Regions from separate parts of the Sus scrofa genome. Here region 1 is linked to region 2. The links are chromatin contacts, called in public targeted proximity ligation maps. All regions are on one chromosome and are shown on one strand. The core of a region is the stretch at or near the end of the contact, and the rest is flanking DNA. Distances in the headings are between cores, read along the strand shown.

Evidence for each region.
Region 1: a targeted proximity ligation map of skeletal muscle shows a contact between it and region 2. A contact is called at or near these places in 1 of 47 Hi-C or Micro-C datasets (embryonic fibroblasts) and 1 of 2 datasets of targeted methods (skeletal muscle).

What each region holds. Positions count from the first base shown.
Region 1 is chr3:113,475,421-113,478,453 of Sscrofa11.1, forward strand. It overlaps DTNB (dystrobrevin beta), which reads left to right. Exons shown (of 21, transcript XM_021087744.1): 21 at 1,110-1,589. The coding sequence ends at 1,473. Among named protein-coding and RNA genes, the nearest start is that of DNMT3A, 110 kb to the right of the region's middle.
Region 2 is chr3:113,330,039-113,333,061 of Sscrofa11.1, forward strand. The region is part of intron 8 of DTNB (dystrobrevin beta); the gene reads left to right. Among named protein-coding and RNA genes, the nearest start is that of DTNB, 100 kb to the left of the region's middle.

The DNA of each region.
Region 1 (3,033 bases), core at 356-2,855, 150 kb after region 2:
GCGGCCATAAGAGTCTTCCCTCCCTCCCCCATCTCCTGTGTTTAAAGTTAGGCCTCGGTTACAGATCTTACAGGCAGAAAAGCCAGGGCTGCAGCCCATGATCCAGAAAAGGAACTTTCTCAGGCCCTTCTGAGGCGTCTCCCCCTGGAGCAGCCTCCCGCCTTTTCCTGACACCCCCGCCCCCCGGCTGCACCAGGCCCTGGGTTCTGTCCTGCTCGCTCTCTGGGGCCTGCTGTCTCTGAGCCCCCACTGACTCCGGGATCGTGCAGGCTAAGGATGGGCAGCCCCGAGCTGCAGGAATCCCCTCCCTGCCCTGGGAATCCCGGAGCCCCCGAGGCCCCAGGGCAGGCTTTTGCCTGAGCTCACTGCGCATGCGGACAAGGCCCTTCCTGACAGCAGGCCTGGCTGCCTCTGCCAGCAAGCGAGTCCGTAGCTGACTTGCGCTGGGGGAGCCTGCCAGAGCCCCTCTTCCCGGGGCACAGAGGTCCTGGGGGACAAGGAAGCCATCAGGCCCGCCCCCACTTCATGCACACAAGGAAGCTAAGGCCCACTACCCAGGAGCTTGGAGCCAGAACTGGCATCGGAGCTGGAGCTTCTGCTCCTAGTGCTGTCCTCGGACCCCTCAGGAGTTATGAGAAACTCTGCAGCAGCGGAGAATGAAAAGCATAAACGCTCAGGTGGGGCAGTTTCACGGACCCTTGCCTTCTGCTCCTCTGAGGCCGTGAGGCTCAGGCTTTCCCTCCCTCTACGCAGCGCTTTGCGGCACATCCCCGACCTCTTCGCCCTTCTCAGTCACAGTTCTTCCCCTGAGCCTCCCGCATTCCAAAACCTTGCACTGTGAACACCCTTCTTTCTTCCCTGGAAACGCTTCCTGACCCTGTGACCTAAGCAAGCACTCCAAAGACTCGAGGTACCCCCAGAAAAAGGAAGCCCCCTTTCCCTAAAAGGGGGTGTGAGTATTGTCAGCCCTTTGCATGTTGAAAGTTGAAAGGTGCGCATTCCAGCAGCACCAACGTTGCACGTTTGTCTTGTTCCCGGCAGATGTTAGCAGCCTTTGCTCGGAGACCCTCAGCAGTGCCTGTGAGTCACAGTGCGTCTGTCCTGCACAGGCACGGGGGACGTGGAGCGAGCTGGCACCAACACAAGGAAGGCGAGGTCCTCCCCCAGAGGCGAATTCCTGTCCATCTTTCCACGGCACACCTGGACCAGGCCTGCGGGCTGCCAGACGTCACCACCCGCCAGGCAGAGGGGAGCCCGAGCCCCTGGGAAGTGGGAGGGGCGCGCCCCCCTCCTGGCACAGCCCTGCATGAACTAGCATCTTCATCACTCCCTTCCGGGCATGGTCTCATCTCTGCAACAGGGAATTTACTGGAGATTGAAAAGAGAAAAGAAACAGCACGACTCTCCTGTGTGTGTGACCTGATGGAGTTCTTGCTGGCATCTCGCCAGCATGCGCGTTGTCCCCCAGGGTGAGGGCACAAGTTTTCTCCCGACCTTTGACCTTTAAAAGCCAACAGGTTTTCTTCCCTCTGTCGTGCAAAGACAGCTTCAGGCCCTGCTCAGTTCAACAAACGTTCACACCCTGGCCACAGTGCTAAAAATAGCCTCCTTCCTTTCTCTCTCACTGCTTAGGCTTCCGCCCCGGTCGGTGCCGCCGCTCAGCAGCCCAGGCGGGAAGCGGGAGCAGAGAGAGCTCTGCCCTGCAGCCCCTGCTACGGCCTCCTCCCGCCGCGGCTGGAGAGGGGATCCTGGGCCGCAGAGCCCGGCGGGCCGGCGGGGCGCGCGGACCCGTGACCGCCAGGGGGCGCGCTGCCCGGCCTCTCCCCTCTCGGGTCCATTCGGCTCCGGCGCACTTGGTAATCAATCCCAATTCCCGGTGATTTTCATTTATTTTTTTCTCCTCCCTGGGCTCCAGGATGTTATTTTTAGTAGAAGAACTGCTATAAATATTTATAAAGGGCAGCGACTGGAATGAAGCGAGAGGCCCCACAGCTGGCTCTCCTACGGGCCCCAACGCACACGCCTCTGCAGACCCCTGCCCGCTGCCGGAGGAGGTCTGTGCAGAGCCCGCGGGCTCGAGCCACGGCCGCCCACGGAGCGTCACGTGGAAGCCTCGTTGGGGTGCAGCGGCAGGGCCCTTCTCCCCGAGGGAGGCCAGGCTCGCGTGGGGCGCTGTGCCCAGCTGCTCAGGGGCCAGCAATGAAGCAGGAGGGGCAGGTGCAGTCTGGGGCGCTCCAGGGGTGTGGGGGCCAGGAGGTTGGTCCCCCAAGTATGAAGAAGACAGACAGACACACACCCACACACACCTACACCCACACACACCCCGAGCCTCAGGAGACGCCCCCGGCCCAGGCTAGCGCCCCCACACACACCCCCGCAGCAGCGCCAGTGAAAACATCAGCGAGGCGCGCCCACCAACTCAGGGGCAGGGGTGAGAGTGACCAAATGGAAAGTTCTGGGGGACGTTCGGTGCCGACCAACGGCGAGACGCAGTGTGGAAGGGCTAGGCCAAGGCTTCACAGATGACACTGTTAGGTGATGGTGCCTCCCCCACAAGCCTGACTTCTCAGGCTTTGTGTCCCCGGCTCTGAGGACAGGGCAGAATCCCGCCTCCCGGGTCCTCACGTGAACTGCCTGCTTCTTCCAGAGCAAAAAGATTGAAAGGGACAGGCAGATTAAAAGCACCAGGGGGCTTCAAAACAGCCAAGTGCTTTGGGCAGCGGAGGTGCACGTGTGAATAGCAGTGTCACCTGGGCCCTGCCGCATGCGCGAGGCTGACCACCTTCCGGCAGGTGCTCACTCTCTGCTTGCCTTTGTCGAGAAGTAGCGTCGGGGTCTTCAGACACGAGAGAGGGTCCAAACTCCTAGCCACCTACCTTACCAGCACCCAGGGTGTGGTCAGGGGACCGAAGTGACCCTGGGTGGTCCATTTCTGTATAAATTCATGACAGTTGAGTTCCTTTCCCACTAGAATATCTACCATTTTCTAAGGCCCCTGAAGTGCCTGCTGACTGCTTGGCATCTGCCTTAGCG
Region 2 (3,023 bases), core at 48-2,547:
AGTGACAATGCCAGATCCTTAACCTGCTGAGCCACGAGGGAACTCCTTGATTTATATTTTAAAATGATCAGTTTGAATGCCATGTAAAGAGTAAACAGTGGAAGGAAGAGAGAGAAGCAGGCCATTTCGGAAATGATTGCAGTAATTAATGTGGTAGGATGTTAGCAGCAGAGGTGGTAAAAGGGTTGAATTAGGATGTATTTTATAAACCTGCCTCATGGGTTGGATGTGGCTTGTGAGAGGAAAGGATTCAAAGGAAACCCTATGATTTTTTCCTAAGCAGCCGGAAGATGGGATTGCCATCAGCTGAGATGGGAAAGGTTAGGGTTAAAGATCATTTATCAGTGATTTTCAAAACCCAACAACAATACTGTATCTAAAGTACTTTGAAAGGATCTTCCTCCAAATCAGAAACACTTAAATATGGTAATAGAAATCCTGATAAATATTATGCGTAGTTGTTTGAATGAAGTATTCTTTTAAAAATTATAATCCAGTAGAAAACACTGTCTCTGTGACTGAATCAACCACGTTAGCGGAAATGCTTGTTCACATTGCAAGGCTGGACTGGTCAACGGGAACCACCTCTATGTGGCCTCTGAACGTGGCTCAGGCTTTTCACAGCGTGGCGGCTGGGCTTTAGGAGAGAGCAGTCCTGGAGGGAACACATGGACGACCAGCATCCCTGGAGAGCTGGGGGAGAGCGGCACGGCCTTGCCTGACCTCGCGGTCATGTGATGCAGGGACACTCTGCCCCACTCTGTTGGTTGCAGTCGGGAGAAGGAACGTCACTGGGTGATGCTGGAGTGGCGGTCCTGTCCCACGGCAGTGGAGCTTGTGCCGTGAGAGCGATCACTGCAGTTCTGCTGGGAGAATACAGTCTGCCACCCAGAGGAGAAAGCCTTACATCTGAGCAAGGATTTCTGTTCAGCCACAGAGACGATCGTGTTTTTCTCCTAAACCAGTACAGCTCTCGGGCATTAAGTACAATCACATTGTTGTGCAACTATCACCGCCATCCATGTCTGGGACTTTTTCATCTTCCCAAACTGGAACTCTTAACCGTTTCTAAACATGCAGGGAAGGCTGGAAGTCAACAAGCCTGCTTCCGTTCCTTGCCCTCCCTCCCCCATGCCTTATCTTCAGATATCTGCTTATGCTGGCCTTCACTTTACCAAGAGAAATCTGACCGATTCCCACATGGTTACTCCATGGCAGGAAGTGGATGTGTGTACAGACTGCACTCGCACCGCAGGCCAGTTTGTTGGTAGAAGCCCTCAGTAGAGGTAGTTATGTAACTTCGTTGGTGGTATGGAAATTTCGCCTTTCTTCCCAGCAGATGGCAGGCTTCACCTCTGGACGGAGTTAGTCTGTTCTTCAAAACCTATAAATGACAGTCTTTGAATTGTTTAGCAATCTATTAATATTACTGCTTTTTAAAAATATTAATGGGCCATGTGCATATATCCAGTGTAGCTGTTTGAGCATTAATGACATTAAACCATTTAAGGAGTCAGAGAAAATTATCTTTCTATAGACTTGGAACAATTGAGACGGTTGCCTTTGTTGGAAGCAGTATAACTTTCATGTGGTCAGCTTACCTCGCTTCACCTCTCTCCAATGCTAGAAGTTCCCTGAGGAAGAGGTATGCTTCTTGGCCTTGCTCTGGTTCAGTTCTAAATAGTTACATGTTATAATTAAACAATTACTTTGTACCTAGTGCTGAACTAGGCAGGAAGACTGTTTTTTGTTTTTTTGTTTTTTTTTTAAGTCGTAAGACAGTATCCTCACTTGTAGCAAGTTATACACCAGGAGTAAAGATACACACATAAAGAAAATCGAAACAAAATCTGCAAAATCTAGTCCTAAGGCCAGTGCCTCTTGATTCTCAGAGAAACTGCTGAGACTTGTCCACTGTGGCTCCGACCTGTTGTTATCAGTCAGTGTCACAGTTGAAGGTGACCGGCCACTCGTCTTGCATGGCACCCTTATTCCCCCTGTGGTCTGTTTGTGCTTCCTGGCCCCACCCCAGCCTTCTAATGGTCCTCACATCTCCGGTCCTTTGAGAACTGCTCCTCCTGGAGTTCCCGTAGTGGCACAGCAGAAATGAATCCGACTAGGAACCATGAGGTTGCAGGTTCGATCCCTGGCCTCGCTCAGTGGGTTAAGGATCCGGCATTGCCGTGAGCTGTGGTGTAGGCCGGCAGCTGTTGCTCCAATTGGACCCCTAGTCTGGGAACCTCCATATGACACGGGGTGCAGCCCTAAAAAAAAATAAACAAAATAAAATAAGAGAACTGCTGCTCTTTCATCAGTAGACTCCCTTCGCTTCCCCTGCTTCTCTAAGCACTTCTTTTACCCCCTCGTCCTAATAGAAATTCAGCTTTCCTCTAGGTGCTCCACCTCCCCCACAGCCCTTCCTGGCGGTGCCTGTCTCTTTTCCCACATCCCCCTGACTTTGTAGGAGTTGGGAGGTGAAATTATTCTTTAGGGTGACCGTATAATCCAGGCTCACTTGAGAGTGGAAGGGGGCACTATTAATTATGCAGAGATAGCATGCGTAAACTTGGATTCTCCTGGGTAAGCTGTTTATGGTCACAGTTTTAGTTTCTGTTCCTCTATAATAAATAACCACACACTTAGCAGCTTAAAAGACAGAAATGTGTTATTTGATCAGAAGTCCAGGCAATGACTTTGCTAGAGTCTCTGCTCTGGGTCTCACTGGGCTGAAATCAAGGTGTCACCTGAGGCTGTAGTTACCATCTACAGCCCTCTTGCCATCTTGTTTGTTGTTAGCAGAATTCATTTCATTGCAGCTATGGTGGTAAGACCCCCATTTTCCTGCTAGTTTCCAGCTAGGGGTGACTCTCAGCTGCCAGGAGCCACCTGTAGTCCTCGGCCATGTGGCCCTCTTAGGCAGTTAACAACATGGACATTTGCTTTCTTCCAGGCCAGCTGGAGTGCATCTCTCTACATCCTCTTCTGCAACCAGCCAGAAAAAAAATGCTACTTTTAGAGGGCTC